6 separate regions of the Mus musculus genome follow, and regions 2, 3, 4, 5 and 6 are each linked to region 1. The links are chromatin contacts, called in public HiCAR-type and promoter capture Hi-C maps. All regions are on one chromosome and are shown on one strand. The core of a region is the stretch at or near the end of the contact, and the rest is flanking DNA. Distances in the headings are between cores, read along the strand shown. Region 1 holds the start of Gpat4 (glycerol-3-phosphate acyltransferase 4). Region 2 holds the start of Thap1 (THAP domain containing, apoptosis associated protein 1). Region 3 holds the start of Rnf170 (ring finger protein 170). Region 4 holds the start of Pomk (protein-O-mannose kinase). Region 5 holds the start of Ash2l (ASH2 like histone lysine methyltransferase complex subunit). Region 6 holds the start of Bag4 (BCL2-associated athanogene 4).

Region 1 (2,642 bases), core at 104-2,603:
ATTCAGGGGTTGCACTGTATTAGAATTCTTGATTTTAAAAACTGCTTCAGTTAATCTGCTCACAAAAATCTGTTAAATCATTTTTGGCTTGGGATTAGGGCAGAATCTCTAATAATTTCTGAAATGTTCATAAACTTACTAATATTGTTTTGTACAAGGTATTTGTGAAACGGTGTTCTCAGCATTGACAATTATAAAATTTAAAACGTTGGGAAACTTTATGTTTTATATCCTTTGGTATCAAATATTTAGCTGATTTCTTTATATTAAGAGTGGCAGCCGGGCAGTGGTGTCGCATGCCTTTAATCCCAGCATTTGGGAGGCAGAGGCAGGCGTTTTTCTGAGTTCAAGACCAGTCTAGTCTACTGAGTGAGTTCCAGGACAGCCAGCGAAAAAACCAAAAATAAAATAATAAATTAATAGAGTGGCAAACACATCCATCTCATTAATATGCAAATTTGCTTTAATAGTTAATATAGGAAAGCTACAAATACATAGCAAAAATGCTTTTAAATAAATTTATTATCATTAAATATGTCTTGTATTCCTGTTATAGTTACATACCTGGAGTTGTGTAAAAGTTTGTGAAGAAATCAACAAATGGAGGTTTAAGTCCTGAATTAGGGGAAAGGTTAGGTACTCTTGGAAGTATACAAAAGCAATAAACTCGGAGGCTGGGAATGTGGCTCAGCTGGTCGAGTGCTTCTTTTAGCATGCACGAGGCCCTGAGTTCCAGCCCCCAGCACTTTATAAAACTTGGGACGGTAGTTTATTCCAGCACTTCAGGAGGTGGAAGCAGTCGGTGCAGAAACTGAAGGTCATTGGGCAATTCGCAGTTTTTGAGGCAAGTCTGTATTACAAGACGTCCTGTCTTAAAAGGGGGTGGGGTGGGCCAAAGAGGCGTGTCCCCCATCCCTTCTTTCTCTTTCTTCCACTATAAAGGACCCACGTCAGCAAAACAAGCCTGTCTTTGAAGCTTCCAGTCTGAGGAGAGGTTAGTTAGAACTGTGGCTGGGTTGGAAAACTGCAGTTGGCCAACCAGCCAATTACGTTAAGAGAAGCTCCGGGATGCCCGGGTAGTGCTGGGATGGTGGCTAACGTTTCGTGGCCAGCCGGAACCGAATCTCACACAAAGTCCCACAAAGACTCAGTAAATGAACCTCGCCATGCCGGGTTCTCCCTCTCCCCGGGAACGATGCCTGTTCTGGACACAGCTCAGACAGGCCCCGGTTGGCTTTCAGAAAGCGACCTCGGCTCACGCTGGCGAGCATCAGTGCGAGGAGCGAGCATCGCCGGAGCCCCGCCCACCCTGGGGTCCTCCGGGAGACCGCGCAAGCGCGGTTGGGCGGGACTCGGGGGCGGGGATTGAGGGGAGTGGGGTCCACGTCCAGCGGCGTAGACAAAGACGGGCGGGCGTACGCACGCTCTTACGTACGCCTGGGCCGGCGGCGGGCAGGGCAGGGCGGGAGCGGCAGTCACCGAGGACTGGAGCCGAGCCTCACGGCCGGTGAGTTGGATGGACCTGGTCCTACCGGACGCCCCCGGCCCCGGGCGGGACGCGGGGTCGGCAGCCGCGGGCCGGGGTCCCGCCGGTGGGGCAGCCGCTGCCGGGCGGTCCGAGCTCCTTCACGCCCGCTTGCCCCACTCCTGTCCTTCGCCAGCCCCGCTCCTCTCCTCCCGGGCTAGCCCCGCTGTCCTCTTGCCGCCTCATCTCCTCTCCAGTCGCCCGGCTCCTTGCCGCTCGGCTCCTTGGCTCAGCCAGCCCCGCTGTCCTCATCCGGCCCTTTCTTTCCCTTCCCTCCTCTCCTCGGCCGCCCCGCTCCTCTCTCCCCGACCGGTTTCTCTCCTCCTCAACCGACCACGCTCCTCTCCGCAGGCCGCTCGCCGCCTCGGCCTGGTGTGGCCCGGAGCTGAGGAACGTGGCTGAGAACCCGGCGTTAGATCACGTGGAAACGGGTTTCCCCCCCAGAATCCGTCCTTTATCCCGTGCTGTGCTCACACTGTCTTCTTTTTCGGGTCTGCCCCCTCTCCCCCTTCCCGCATTGGAGAGTCCCAGTGTCCAGGTTTGCCCCCGGATAGGGGCAGCCCTGCTTGATGCTACATGACTTTCCTGAGCCACTAACTAGAACTGCCACTATTCCAGCCTTCTTCACACCCCAGACTCCCTTTCGCCTTGGTTCCATGCCCTCAGTGGTAGTAGCATCCTACCTGGAAGTTTGACTTATTTATTCACTTTCCATCTTACTTGGATATTACATTGGTGACTCACAGGTTGTAGAATAATCTATGTGAAATTGTCAGGCTTCGCGGACGTTAAGTTCCATCCCATACCCATCTCTTGCGTATTACCGGTAGATAGCCTTTGAAGAACTTTGGTTTCGCTCGTTTTCCTTAATTTGAGCAGAACTTTTAAGAGTCTCTGCAGAGTTAGCGTGTCTTCGAGATTGTATCGCAACCCCGTAAAGACAGGCATAAAAATCACTGCGACCAAAGACTATGGTCAAAACTGTAATCCTGCCTGCTAAATTATCCTTCCTCTTTCTGAGAGTAATTTTTCAGACCTATAATTTGGAGAATTTCAAATATGCAAAACCAGGAACGTATGCTCATTATTATATATGCTCAGTGACATCTGGGGTTAA
Region 2 (2,642 bases), core at 51-2,550, 2.9 Mb before region 1:
CAGTAACGCTAATTCTATGACTTTCTTCTTTCAAGAGAGTATTTTTATTTTTCTCTTTAAAAAGATTTATTTATTATATATAAGTACACTGTAGCTGTCTTCAGACACATCAGAAGAAGGCGTCATTTCTCATTACGGATGGTTGTGAGCCACCATGTGGTTGCTGGGAATTGAACTCAGGACCTCTGGAGGAGCAGTCAGTGCTCTCAACCGCTGAGCCATCTCTCCAGAGTATTTTTCACCCTGGCTTCTTGATTGCTGCACCCACTACAAGAACGAGCCCTGACGGCTGTGGGGGTAAAGCTGGTATTCGCTCACATTAACCTTCACCACGGCAACAGAGTCAAGTGTGTGCTATCGTCTCGTTCTTCCTGTGTGTTGAAAGACAGGGGTTCATCTCGACAATACCAAGAGCCTCCTCTAAAGCCCATGGATGCTAAAGGTTGGTTCTTTGACGCTAGGACTTAAGAGTCCTCCCTGGCATCCCGGTCAGCTGCCCTGCTTCCTTCCCGGCATCCACAGTGAGGTCCGAAACCTGTCCTCCTCCCCCTGTGCGTTCCCAGCTCGACTTCCTCCCTATGTGCCACGGCCACGCCGCGGCTTGGGACGAAGAGGTACGCAGGGCTGCGAGAGGCTTCTGGGCGTCGCTCGCTCGCTTGCCCGCCCGCCGGAAACCCTCCGCGAGCGCGAAGGCGCGCGGTCTCAGCCCCCAGCGGAGGCCAAGACCAACGGAGACGCCGCGCGCCCGGGATGCGCAGCGGGGGCGCGCAGCCACGGGGACGCGCCCCCGTGGGTCCCCGCCCCCGCCGGCCCGGCCCGTCCGCCGCCCTGAGCGCCCGAGCGCCCGCCCCGCCTCCTCCAGGTCTCGCGCGGCCACGCGCCGGGCTCCGCCCCCACCCGCCCGCGCGCCCCTGTCGCCGCGGCCGCGGAGCACGCCAGTTACCTACTTGTGGAAGGAGACGGGCTTGTCCTTGTCGTAGCGGTTCTTGCAGCCGTAGGCGGAGCAGGACTGCACCATCCTTCTGGCCCTCCACACTTCCCTTCGGCCCGGGAGGCAGGCGAAGGGGGCCGTCGGGGTCGCCGCGCTCGGCCTTGATAACGCTCGCCGCTCTCGGTGGCGTCGGTCAGCAGTTACGGGGACGATCACCTCGCCGTGGGGTGGGGGTTGGGGTGGGGGAGTGACTACCCTGTCCGTTGTGGGGTTTGCTTTAGCAGAAGGACCACAGCTGTCGCCCGTCTCCCATCTTCAAGATGGCGGAGGCAGCTTCAGCCTCACCTCTCGCGAGGACTCGGCTCGCCGTCTCTGATTGGCTGAAGGTAACGTTCCCAGGGAAGCTGACCATTGGCTGGGGCGAGGCGCGCCTGTGGGGCGTGGTCAGCAGTGCGGAAGTGGGTGGGCCCTCTGCGCCTTGGCCGGAAGAGAGCGCGTTTGTTTGGGATCCTGACTGCAGTCGTTCTCGTAGTGGTGACTGTCGTTAATTTGTCCGGCGTTTTCTGCTGCAGCTTGATAAAGAACGGCCTGTTGGGTCCGAAAGCCTGCAGGAGAACGTGGAAGAGCTCGTCCCTGGCCATACGCAGTTTTTTTTTAAAGGGGGGGGAACCAGCAGATGCGTGGATTGTACAAACCTGTGGTCCACGTTCAGAATCCAGGTGACCGTCTAACTAGACAACGAGGACAAACGCGCATTTCATTTCCTCTAAGCTGGGAAGGAAGACCTTTTTTTTTTTTTTTAAATGTATGTGAGTACACTGTCGCTGTCTTCAGACACACCAGAAGAGGGCATCAGATCTCACTGCAGATGGTTGTGAGCCACCATGTGGTTGCTGGGAATTGAACTCAGGACCTATGTAAGAGCAGTCAGTGCTCTCAACTGCAGAGCCATCTTTCCATCCCTACAGTGCACTTCTGAACGTTGTTACCTTTGTGTAGGCGCAGCGATTTTTCAAGCTGAAGACAAGTGTTACAGGCTTGACCCTCTGTAGTTTGGAGTGTGTGGCGCATTCTCTCCCTTATAAACTATTTTCTGTACCCTTAAATATTGCTTCTCTTAAGGATCTATTTAGTGGCTACCATCTCTAGAACTTTGACTATTGAACCCACATACCATCTTTTCCTAGCTCGTTTTACTTGAGCACACATGGACTTGCCTTCAGAGTTATCAGGTATATGGTTTAATACATTCGCCAACTACTTAAATCTGAAATCCTGGTGTCACTGAGATAAAACAAAAAAACTAGGCTTTAATTCAGCAGAAAAGAACACTTGTTGCTCTTGCAGGTGACCCGGGTTCGATTCCCAGCACCCACAAGGCAGTTCACAACCATCTATAACTCCAGGCAGCTGGGCACCAGGCACACATGTTGTGGGTCAGAGGACAGTTTGTGGGAGTGGGTTCTCTCCTTCCACCTTGTGGGCTCTGGGACCTAACTCGGATCATTAGTCTTGATGCTAAGTGCTCTTATCAGCTGCTCCTAGGACCCCTTCCTCGAGACTTAGGTTAACCTCATAGAATAGAGAGGTTATTCTCTCACCACCATCCTTGAATTCAAGTACTCACAGTCTCAACTTTTTGTCAGTCCTAGTCTTCAGCTTTCTCTCTGTCCCTCATAAAAACACTGCCAGCCCCTTGTTTATAAAGCTT
Region 3 (2,642 bases), core at 107-2,606, 2.9 Mb before region 1:
TTGAAATCCTAAAAGCTCAGCGAGAAAACCAACTTCAAATGGGAAAGAAGTCCCCAGGAACTGAAGAAAAAAAAAAAAAAAGTGAAGGTGTGCCCTGGGAAGATAACTTCTTCCCAGGCACTGCTAATCAAAGACTGCATGATCTGGTGGTTATGCATACCTTTGAATCCAAGATTCTCCTAGGACTCCAAAGCATATATCTTGTATCTTGTTGTCTTGGAAACGCCAATATCTTTGCATTAAGGTCGACTGTTTATTATAGCATTATTCTTAGACGCCCTAAGCTGGAACAAAGTGCACATCAATAGTAGAACGGGTACAAGGCTGTAGTCACACAATAGGATATTAGACAATCATGGGATTTTTGCAGATAATTTAATATTATTTAAAAGCCAAAGCCACAATACATATCCATTCATAAAAGTTCAAAATCAAACAAAGGAAAATTATACTACATGCATAGTCATCTGGTTAAAAAGCTAAAAGGGAAAGCTTTTAAAATAAAGTAAGTGCCTATCACAAAAATCAGATTAGAGATGGTATGGATGGAAGAACTCTTGGGAATGTGGCAATTCATTTTATTAATATTCCTCAAACATGTACTGCTACGCACTGTTCTGCATGCGACTTAAAAACGTATATGAAACCTTCTACAAGGCTTGTATTAAAAAAAAAAAATCGAAAGTCGGGCAAGGATGCACCTCAATGAAGCCAACTCCTAGCACAAGAAGCAGGCCTTAGGAACAGCAAGGGTCCTTACGCACTGGGGAACTGGCGTCCACCCTCTGTCACTTTGGGTAAAGTTTTTTGTGGGAGAAGGGGGCTCCAAGGAGGAACGCCGGGCTCCCCACAGCCGGGCCAAACCGGCCCCCAGCCTCCGAGACGCGCCCACGTCAGCCGTTCCACCTTCGCCCGGAGGGAGACTCTGGGCAGGCTCCGGCGACTCAGGGAAGGCTGCGCTCCGGCTTCCGGAGGGAAGCGGTGGGCGCGGAGCCTACCCTCGCGCGGTCCCGCAGCTCCCCCCACCGCCACCGCGCCGAGTCCCGCAGTCCGCGGGTCCCCGGCCCGCCCGTGCGGGGGCGTGGCCTGGCACACGCCCGCGGCCGGAGAGGGGGGCGCGTACCTCGTCGCGGCCGAGGAACTACCGGGCCAGTCGGCGGGTCGGCATAGAGCTCATTTCCGGGGACTACCTAGCTACTCCTCCCGTGCAAACTACAGGCGGCTTCTTAAGCCAGAGCGCCGGCGTCAGCGCACGCGCAGTGCGGAGCCCCGGCGAGGGTGAGCGGACTGGAGAGACACACAGACCGGCCGCCACCGCAGGGCCCGGCCGGGGCGCGCGCCCGCGGGCCTTGGACTGGCTCTGGGAGCGCGCCTCTAGGGGCGGGGCTGAGCGAGCGCGAGCGTGCGCAGTGGCCCTCGGACCTCGGGACTCGCGCTACGCGGCGCGGCGGGGCGCGGCGCTCGCGCAAGAGGGCGTGGGCTGGCGGCGCCGGGTGCGCGCAAGGGAGTGCGCGGCCCCGAGCGAGGGAAGGAGGGGCTGGTGACAGTGCGGAGCGATTGCCAGCGTCCGCGCCCCGGGAGCGGACGGACGGAAGAGAAGGTCCGCCAGACGCCCGGTCTGCTGCCTGACCCCTTCGGACTCAAACCCCGAGCCGAGCGGCCGCGGCTTCTGGTTGGTTGAAGGGAGACGCTGCGGCCACCCCAGGAAGATGTTTAACGTGGAGTCTGTGGAGCGGGTGGAGCTGTGCGAGAGCCTGCTCACTTGGGTACGTGGTGGGCAGCGGGCCGGTGGGAAAGCTCCGCCACCTTTTCGCGGACACCGGTGCTCGTCCCGGGGGGCGAACGCCCCGGGGCGACCTGCCGTCACATCCGGGGCTTGGGACGGGCGGAGCTGAGTAGCCGGTGCGGCCGCGTCTACACCCGCGGCCGGGTCAGGGTCAGCAGGGAGAGGCCGGGCTCAGGCAGGCTGGGCCCAGGGTCCAGGAGGAACTTGTCCGGCCTGAGATGTTGGCTGCTGTCCGAGAGGAAACCTGCCCGGTGGGGGCTAATGATGGGGTGCAGGCGACACTGTAATTAGGACTGTTTGCCTTGATGAGGCGCTGGCGTTTCGCTCCCAAGCTCCCAGTGATCCAAAGCGTTGGTTCTGCCTGGGCGCCCGGTAGAGGCAGTCGGGACCCCCTAGTTAAGCGATGCTGCTCGCCTTTGTTGTAGCGTTCAGCCAGGATGGAGTGTAGCCCCTTGAGGGATGGATGAAGCCCTGCCCATTGGAAAATAGTACATTGGCAGGGTGGATAGACAAAACATGAAGAATCACTCAGAGGCAAAACATTTAAAACGCGAGATGCATTTTGACTGTTATAAACGATGTGATGGTACCTATAAAAGGAACCAACGATAAAAATGTTGAACTGGAAAAATTGAGGGATTTCGTAATGGAACTGAAACACATTTTTAAAGCACCATGAGATTCTAATTTGGAATTGATGAGGGTTAAGGTTATCGAATTTTCAAGTAAACATGCAGGATTTTGTCAATAGTCATGGCTTAAACGGCCCTTTTCATTAGCTGGACAGTTAACCGTGTTTGTTTCTGGTTTTCATATGCTGGTTGGAGGTAGGTCCAGGCATATATGCAGAGCCATG
Region 4 (2,642 bases), core at 89-2,588, 2.8 Mb before region 1:
CCCCCTGCAGCATCATCACTTATTATAGCAAACTCTATATAACACACCTCCTGATTTTAGTCCTTTTGTAACAGGTTGCTTTGGAATTTATTTTATGTGGCTGGGTGTTCTGCGTGCTTATATGTCTGAGCACCACGTGTGTGCAGTGCCCTCAGAGGGCAGAAGCGGAGGAGGTCTAATCCTCTAGAACTCAGTTACAGGTGGTTGTGAGCTGCCAAGTGGATGCCAGGAACCCAGGTTCTCTGGAAGAGCAACCAATGCTCTTACCTACTGAGGGGGTCTCTCCAGCCCGTATCTGAGTCATTTTTAAGTGTTTATTTCAGTGGCATCCAATATATTCACATTATTTTACAACCATTACCTCCATCATCACCAGAAGTTTTAAAGCTTCACAAACTGAAACTATTCATTAAACAGTGTTCTTAATGGTGTTTTTTATATAATGCCTATAATTTATTTCTGAAATACTTGCTGTTATACATCCAGGTATATTTTCTACTATAAATAGCCCTGGTGCTGGAGAGATGGCCCCACAGAACCTGAGTTTAGTTCATATAGCATTGGTATCTGGGGGACCACAATTACCAGCAAGTCTATCTATCACTCCTGGCCTTTGAGTTCTCTGGCACACCACACACAAACGCATTTGTCAGTCTGAGAAGCAAAAGTTGCTTACAGGGATTCTTTGAAGGGAGTTTTGTCGGTTCCTCTAGTGCTTCCTAGATCAAGATTCTGGGTTCTTTAGCATGCTTAGAGTTTGGATAATAAACATAGATGGTTTTTGTTTTTACCCACACACTGTATGTTTTGATTTCAAATCTGGAAAATAAATCAGTTTAGAAGTAGATGATATGTCTGATTTTCCATTTCCCAACCTTACCCCTCCCATTTCACTTCCAGTACTAATACTAGTGTAGCACGCTGAGACCTTCCAGCCTTCGCATGACTTGAGGTTTGGCCCTGAAATCTGTGACGCGCAGCTTGGCGTCTCAGGCCAAAGCTCCAAAGTCACATAGTTTTCAAAGCCAGAGGCATTATCAGTGCACTGAGCCTCACTCTGCGATTTGCTCGTGTTGCTTTTCTGAGGATCACTCTTTGGCAGCCACCGCTTTGCAGAGAGTGTAGAGCTGTAGATCAGGAAGCAGCCCCTCTGAGGTCCCCAGTCCCAGGCTCAACCTTGCTGTTGCAGCCTGGCCTTCACCAGTTTGGCTAGAGGAAATGAGGACCAGGGTATGGATGACCGCGCCTACGCTGGCGCGGGCGTCCACTGTAAGGCAAGAGGCGGCCACCAGGAGGCAGCCTCACGCTCGTCTCCGACCGCTTCCGGCCGCGCAGGCGTCCTGGAATGCGAGCCGGATTTGGTGGTCGCCAGGTAGGCTCCGGGGCGTAGTGAAGCGGGACAGGGTTCTGTGGGGCCTTTCCAAGCCTGACCCTCCTGAGCCCCCGGACCCAATCCCAAAGTGGATCCTCTCATGGGGATCATGAAAACTAAACCGGGTACTGGTGCTGGCTCCTCCCGTGCTTACCGCGCACCCCTCCTCCGGGTGCACCATGCATTCCCTTTGGATGCTCACCACGCAACCCCTCTCCCGGTATCCATGGTATCCCAGTACCATGCACCGGGAGCTGCTATTGAACCATGTGAGCGGAGGCTGTCCGCCATGCTCTCGCTTTCTCTCCCCCTCTTTGTTAAAAACCAGTTTTAGACCTTTAGTAAATTTGATGCCCCCCGCCCCCACCTTCGCCTGTCCAAACTAAATAACATCCAGACTGTTTAAATAGTTATCGGGAAATGAAATTTAGTCTGAATTGGGTGACACCAGCTCCTTCTCGAATTGTGTAAAATATTCTGCATATTGGCAATTCATTTAGTTGACTTATTTCCCTTGACTAACCTAAGCAGTCGACATACAGCAGCTGGTCCTTTTTCACCGTTATCAAATAGCCTTGGTGTTTAAACAGTGCCGGAAGTTCCCGCTCTGCCGACCACACATACTCACTTCTTTAAGCTCTGGGCTGCCTGGGCGGTCCACAAGAAACAGGTGTGTTAATCGATTGCCAAGCAAAGAGGGTTCCGCATAGATCTGATAGTATGGATTCTAAGGCTGGAGAGATGGCTAGTGGCTAACAGCACTCGTTGCAGAGGACCTGGGTTCAATTCCCTAATAGCTCCCCACTGTCCATAATTTCCGTTTCAGGGAATCCAGCACTGTATTCTGACCTCCCTCGGCACCAGGCACACATAGCACATATTGTACAGTGTGCATGCAAGCGAACACTCCTGTGTATAAAATAAGTAGATTGAAAAATATGAATTCTGGGTTCCTGCAGCATTTTGTCAGTGTTGCTGGCCTTTCTTGCTATGGTCAGCTTTTAAAGGGGAAGGATTTTCTTGGGCTCAGCCGTGGGATTCTTTGCTTATGGCCTGTGGTCATTATGCTCGTCGTGGCGGGAGAGAGCGGTGGAAGAGAAAATTGAAGAGGGGAAGACCATGATGGGAGAGGTCATCTTACTTCCTGGCATCCTGGAAGCACAGAGACACAGGCTGAGGGCCCAGTGTCTCCTTCTAGGTCACGTGTTACTGACAGAAGCTTCCTTGTAGCAGACTCTGCCTCCTCGAGGTTCTGCTGCTGTCTGGTAGT
Region 5 (2,642 bases), core at 78-2,577, 2.6 Mb before region 1:
CCATTCACACAACAGTTGTTATGATGTCTAGGGAGGCTTGGGAGGTGAACGTTTGCTGGTGGAGGTAAGTCACTGGGGGCAAGCTTACACGAAAAAAGTGAAGCCGCTTCCTTGAAGTTCTCCCTGTCTGCTTGGTGATTCTGATAGAGAATTCGAGCTCTCAGCCTTGTCTGATAGTCACCATTTCAGATCCTTGCTGCCTTATCTCCCCACCATCATGGATTCTTATCTCTTTGAACCCCCCTCAACCAAGATCCCCCCTCCCCTTGCTTAAGATATTTTTGGTCATGGCGGCACTTTCTCCTAACAACTGCAAAGTATCAATGATCTCTAATCCCTAAGTGTGTTTGTTTTAAAACAGCAAATTTATGGTCCGTGAGATGGCCCAGTGGGCAAAGGCGGCACTTGCTTGCCAAGCCTGAGCTAGATTCCTAGAACTCACATAGTGGAGGGAAAGAAAGCTCTTCTCACCATATTGTCCTCTCACCTGTCCAGTGCACTATGCCACATACATGCGCACACATCCGTAAAGCGCACACACACGCGGAGGATGGGGGTGAGGCGGCAGTTTCTATTTTGCTAGGGTTTAGAGCCCACCCATATGCTTGCACTCAGTCCAGGGGTTTAGCTACCAGCAGACATCCCTTTCTTACTCGTTTCTGCCCTTCTCGCTAAGGCCCAAACCTTGCTGAATTCTGTCCTCTGCTAGCACTCTCGCCTGGAGCTCTACTTCCCTCCGTGAACTAGCAATTCGTGTTCCTCGAGCGCACAGCACTTCTAGCCTCCTCTGGCCAGATGTTTCTTTTCCTAACGTCTTTTCCACCCACAACTACCTCGGGCTCTCTGGAATCAGACCTCTAGTCTCTCCAAAAGCCGCCTGGAAACGGGGCTTCTGGCGGCCAGCTACGCAGTTACAGACGCTCCCGGCAGGTGTGAGCCAGAGTGCTCCTTTGTTGTTGTTTGGAAGTTTCCTACGTTTTAGGGTTTTAGTATGATCGCCTGCTCCGCACAGTGTAAAGGGGAGTCTCTCACATCCTCATATGTGCCGTGATTTCCACTCTTAGCCACGACTATGAGCAGGCGTTTTGAATAATTCAAGTCCCAAGAGGAAAGCAAAGGACAGACCTCCTAAGTGGCTCCCTTCAAACCTGGGCAATCCGAGTTGCGCCCTGCCTTTTTCTTTCTTCCTTTCTTTTTTTTTTTTTTTCTGGCCTTAAAGCGGCGGACTCAAAGTGCGTCCTTCCCAAGTAAGTGGCGGGCCCCCCAACAAAAGGTCTTTCCCACTTTAAGAGCGCCGTGCGTGGCGGCAACTCGCCGCATAGATATATTCTCGCGAGAGCTTGGGAAGGAGCAGCGATGGCGGCGGCTGGAGCGGGTCCTGGTCCGGGAGTCAGCGCCGGCCCTGGTCCCGGAGCCGCTGCAAGTGCCACAACGGCGGAGGACCGAGAGACAGAGCCGGTGGCCGCGGGGGCTGGCGAGGGGCCGTCAGCCGCCCCGGGAGCGGAGCCCAGCTCCGGAGAGGCCGAAAGTGGGTAAGGCAATCCACTCGCAGCCCCGGGGACGCGCGAGGGCCCGCCCCTCGTGGAAGCCCGCGGCTCGCGCCGCCCGGTGTCGCCCTCCGGATCCAGGTCCCGCAGCCAACGGCTCGGCCCGCCCGCCCACCCGGTACCCTCCGCAACCCCGCTGGCTGCTTGCTTGTGGACTCCAAGCCGCTCCTCGGCTCCTCGGCTCCCATCAGCACCAGTGTGAGCCAAGAGCGTTTCCCCCTCTAGCGCCCCGGAAGACCTCGCTGATCCCTCTTGCAATGCTTGGTCCTGAAAGCACTGAGGACGGCAGCCTCCCGTCGTTAGCCCAGTGCACTAGGAATCCCTGGGCCGCGAACACATTTGTCTTGCTTGACAACCTCCCTCCTAATACTCAGGATTGTTCTCTCGTGGGCATCCCGTTCAGGACATGAAAAAGATATACCCTCCGTATTTGGACCATTGTGTTTTTCTGTTTAGGAAAGGCCATTTTGATGTTTGTCTTTTCATTATAGGGATGCAAACTTGGTTGATGTAAGTGGTCTGGAGACAGAATCTTCTAATGGAAAAGATACTTTGGTAAGTATTTCCTCTGAGGCCTTTGGAAGGCGAACTAGATTTGGTTTTAAAATGTTTAATCTATTTTTTTTTTTTTAAAAAGTAGTCAGGCCATTTGATTCTCTTATTGCCCTGTGGCTCCAGGAAGGTACCGGAGACACTTCAGAAGTGATGGATACCCAGGCGGGCTCTGTGGATGAGGAGAATGGGCGGCAGTTGGGAGAAGTGGAGTTGCAGTGTGGGATATGTACAAAATGGTTCACCGCTGACACCTTTGGAATAGACACGTCGTGAGTACATTTCATGGCCTTCTAGACAGCATGATCCTGGAGAGATGGCTTAGCATTTTAGATCACTAGTTACCCTTTCAGGGGTTTGGGCTTGATTCCCAGTATTCACATGGCAGCTCAAGGAACCCCAGTTCTGGGGTGGAAGGGGAAATTATGTAATCATATTTCTTTTTTTTTAATTAATTTATTTATTTTATGTATATGAGTACACTGTAGCTATACAAATGGTTGTGAGCCATCATGTGGTTTCTGGAAATTGAACTCAGGACCT
Region 6 (2,642 bases), core at 54-2,553, 2.6 Mb before region 1:
CAGAAGATCTGAGTTCCTTTCTCAGCACCCACACTGTGACTCTGTAACTCGGTCCATAACTCCAATTCCAGAGGATCCCAAGAAGAGAAAGTCATCTGGCTTCGTGGATACCAATATGCCCGTGGTTTAATTACATGTAGACGAGACATAAATACACAATAAATTAAACCTTTTAAAACCGAAATTGTAACCTCTTTATTTTTACAGGACTAACCTCCTTTTAGTAAAAGCAAAACTGTCAAACAGAAAAGAGTAAGTTTGAAGTGACTTAGCATTCGCAGAAAATCCCGTTATTACGTCCGGCACCTGTCTCTACAACTTTAATCTGAAAGTGCTAATGACCCTTACAGAAAAAGGAGAGTGCTAGTGGCTATACAACAGAAAGCCTACGTTCTCTGCTAATTAAATTCAACTGCTGTTGTCGGGTCTGGTGAGTCCTTTCTAGAAGCAATCTCCATCCATTCACTGTCAAACGCCTTACGAGGGGCGCAGCATCCGACTTGGGAACGCGAAGTGGCTCAGGCGACTTCCTTCGCGTGCTCTGCCCTTCACGTTCCCAAGTCGGATGCTGCGCCCCTCGGAAGGCGTTTCACAGCTTGGGGGGCGGGGGGCGGGGAGGTGTTACCCGCTCAAGGACAGAGAAGGCAGCTTGGGAAAAGGCTCCGTCCGAGGCTGTGAAGGCAGAACCACCCCGCCCGGGCCCAGAGATCACTCTCTGGGCCCTTGTCGAGGGACGCCCACTCGAAAAGGGGTCCCACACCAGGCTTCCCCCGAGGGAGAGGTTAGGTACTCACTGTCGATGTCCTCGATGAGGCTGGCGGTGCCGGGCATATAGTTCATGTTTGAGCTCTCGCAAGGCTGCACCGGACGGCCGCGAGGGCGTCCAGTCGCCCGTCGGCGGGACGCGGACGGGAACCGGCCGCTCACCTGCAGCTCAGACACCGCTAGTCGCCGGAAGCGTTTCAGGTGACCCCACCCACTTCCGGTATCGCCTGCCCGTCCGCCGAAAGAGGCGTGCCGGGCGTGTTGCCAGTCGGTGGCCGACCACGTTCTCTTCCCCTCCAGTCAGTGCAGTGAAGTCCAGGTCGGAAGGGCGGAGGATAGGCGTTTCCTCACGCGTGACGAGCGCTGCCCCTCGCCTCGCTTTCCCGACCCGAGGCCCGGATTGACCCGTACCGTCCATGACCGTTCCGCGCTCGGCGTGCAAGGGGCGGGACCGGCTCGGGATTGGCTGTAGCCGTCCTATCCCCCTCCGCCGCTCGCCAATAGCGGCCTCCCGCAGGCGCCTGCGCAATGGGACGGTCGTGGGGGGCGGGAAGCGCTTCGCGGCAGCGGAGCCCATGTCGGCCCTGAGGCGCTCGGGCTACGGCCCCAGTGACGGCCCTTCTTACGGCCGCTACTACGGGCCCGGGGGAGGCGATGTCCCGGTGCACGTACCTCCGCCCTTATACCCCCCTCTTCGTCCGGAGCCTCCCCAGCCTCCGGTTTCCTGGCGAGGGCGCGGGGGCGCCCCGGCCGAGACCACCTGGCCGGGCGAAGGCGCAGGTGGCGATGGCTACTACCCCTCGGGAGGCGCCTGGGCAGAAGCGAGCAGAGCCGGGGGAGGCCACCAGGTAAGCTTCGAAGTCTTTTCCGGGGCTCCAGTCGGGAAGTCTTGGGCAGAGGTGAGGACATTTGGGGGTTTTATACTTAGGGTCTGTTAGGACTCGGGTCTCTGATTTGTTCTTCTTTTGGGGACGGTGCAGAGACGAGGACCAGAGATGCGAGGGGAGCTAGGCTTGGGTTCCATTTGTCCCTTCGTTTTGTTTGTTTGTTTGTTTGTTTTTGCTTTTTTTTTTAACTTCAGCCATCATAAGTGTTCTTGTTAACCACGAAAAAAAAAAACGAAAAAATATTCTGCGCTGACTTCCTAAGCTTAGTAGCAGGCTGCAGGATCTCTTTCCCGAGAGCGTAGGTTAGCGTGATTGGGCTGTAACAATTTATCCTGCGTGGCTCGGGGAGCTGCAGCCCCAGCCCTTACTCAGCAGCCCCTCCCACGGGGAAGGGATCGAAACGGGGCGGGCTGATCACTTAGTTCCTTATCACTAAAGCTTTGCCTGGAATTGAATCAGGAGGGATCAATGTTGCAAAGTACCTTAATGTTCTATTTAATCATCGCAAGACTGCAAGACAGATGTTATTAATGCTTCCCAATTTTTGAATGGAGAAGGCTCTGAGAGACCGACTTGCTTAGTATGTTTGGACCTGTAACATTTTGTTGCTTGCATACATGCCAAAAGTGTGTTTCTATTTTATCTTCGTATGGGGCTATCATTCTAGGATGGTGGCACACATCTTTTGGCCTTTGTAACATTCTTACTTGCAGAAAATTAATTATAAAATTCTCACATATCCACGACGGGATTGTAAAATAGTACAGTGCTTTGGAAAATAGCTGGGTCGTTCCTAAAACTTCTGACAGAGAGTTAATTTATGATCTAGCAGGTCTACTTGTAAGTATACTCAAGAAATAGAAAACAAGGGCTGAAAAAACAAAAAACGACAAAAAAAAAGTCTGCTGGTGGTGGCGGCGCATGCCTTTGATCCCAACACTTGGGAGGCAGCCGGATTTCTGAGTTTGAGGCCAGCCTGGTCTACAAAGT

Evidence for each region. Promoter capture Hi-C pulls out the DNA fragments that hold promoters and counts their contacts. HiCAR-type assays count read pairs that join an accessible place to other places.
Region 2: a contact with region 1 is called in a HiCAR-type map of astrocytes, with 4 times the contacts expected there. The contact joins the promoter of Thap1 here to the promoter of Gpat4 in region 1. A contact is called at or near these places in 2 of 39 promoter capture datasets (liver and pre-B cells) and 1 of 115 datasets of contacts at active chromatin or transcription factors (astrocytes).
Region 3: a contact with region 1 is called in a HiCAR-type map of astrocytes, with 6 times the contacts expected there. The contact joins the promoter of Rnf170 here to the promoter of Gpat4 in region 1. A contact is called at or near these places in 3 of 39 promoter capture datasets (the 3T3-L1 cell line, liver and pre-B cells) and 1 of 115 datasets of contacts at active chromatin or transcription factors (astrocytes).
Region 4: a promoter capture Hi-C map of pre-B cells shows a contact between it and region 1, with 5 times the contacts expected there. The contact joins the promoter of Pomk here to the promoter of Gpat4 in region 1. A contact is called at or near these places in 2 of 39 promoter capture datasets (liver and pre-B cells).
Region 5: a contact with region 1 is called in a promoter capture Hi-C map of hippocampal neurons, with 2.9 times the contacts expected there. The contact joins the promoter of Ash2l here to the promoter of Gpat4 in region 1. A contact is called at or near these places in 2 of 39 promoter capture datasets (hippocampal neurons and pre-B cells).
Region 6: a promoter capture Hi-C map of pre-B cells shows a contact between it and region 1, with 5 times the contacts expected there. The contact joins the promoter of Bag4 here to the promoter of Gpat4 in region 1. A contact is called at or near these places in 4 of 39 promoter capture datasets (the 3T3-L1 cell line, liver and pre-B cells).

Annotation. Positions count from the first base shown.
Region 1 is chr8:23,207,164-23,209,805 of GRCm38.p6, reverse strand. It overlaps Gpat4 (glycerol-3-phosphate acyltransferase 4), which reads left to right and starts at 1,353. Exons shown (of 13, transcript NM_018743.4): 1 at 1,353-1,507.
Region 2 is chr8:26,156,827-26,159,468 of GRCm38.p6, reverse strand. Thap1 (THAP domain containing, apoptosis associated protein 1) reads right to left here and starts at 1,300. Exons shown (of 3, transcript NM_199042.2): 1 at 948-1,300. The coding sequence starts at 1,018.
Region 3 is chr8:26,118,082-26,120,723 of GRCm38.p6, reverse strand. Rnf170 (ring finger protein 170) reads right to left here and starts at 1,356. Exons shown (of 8, transcript NM_029965.4): 1 at 1,124-1,356; 2 at 161-284. It overlaps Hook3 (hook microtubule tethering protein 3), which reads left to right and starts at 1,500. Exons shown (of 22, transcript NM_207659.3): 1 at 1,500-1,766. The coding sequence starts at 1,710.
Region 4 is chr8:25,992,817-25,995,458 of GRCm38.p6, reverse strand. Pomk (protein-O-mannose kinase) reads left to right here and starts at 1,338. Exons shown (of 5, transcript NM_029037.4): 1 at 1,338-1,372. Gm31402 (a long non-coding RNA gene) reads right to left here and starts at 2,165. Exons shown (of 2, transcript XR_378826.3): 1 at 1,896-2,165.
Region 5 is chr8:25,839,472-25,842,113 of GRCm38.p6, reverse strand. Ash2l (ASH2 like histone lysine methyltransferase complex subunit) reads left to right here and starts at 1,327. Exons shown (of 16, transcript NM_011791.3): 1 at 1,327-1,532; 2 at 2,039-2,102; 3 at 2,226-2,371. The coding sequence starts at 1,357.
Region 6 is chr8:25,783,870-25,786,511 of GRCm38.p6, reverse strand. It overlaps Bag4 (BCL2-associated athanogene 4), which reads left to right and starts at 1,303. Exons shown (of 5, transcript NM_026121.3): 1 at 1,303-1,613. The coding sequence starts at 1,341. It overlaps Lsm1 (LSM1 homolog, mRNA degradation associated), which reads right to left and starts at 921. Exons shown (of 4, transcript NM_026032.1): 1 at 795-921. The coding sequence starts at 840.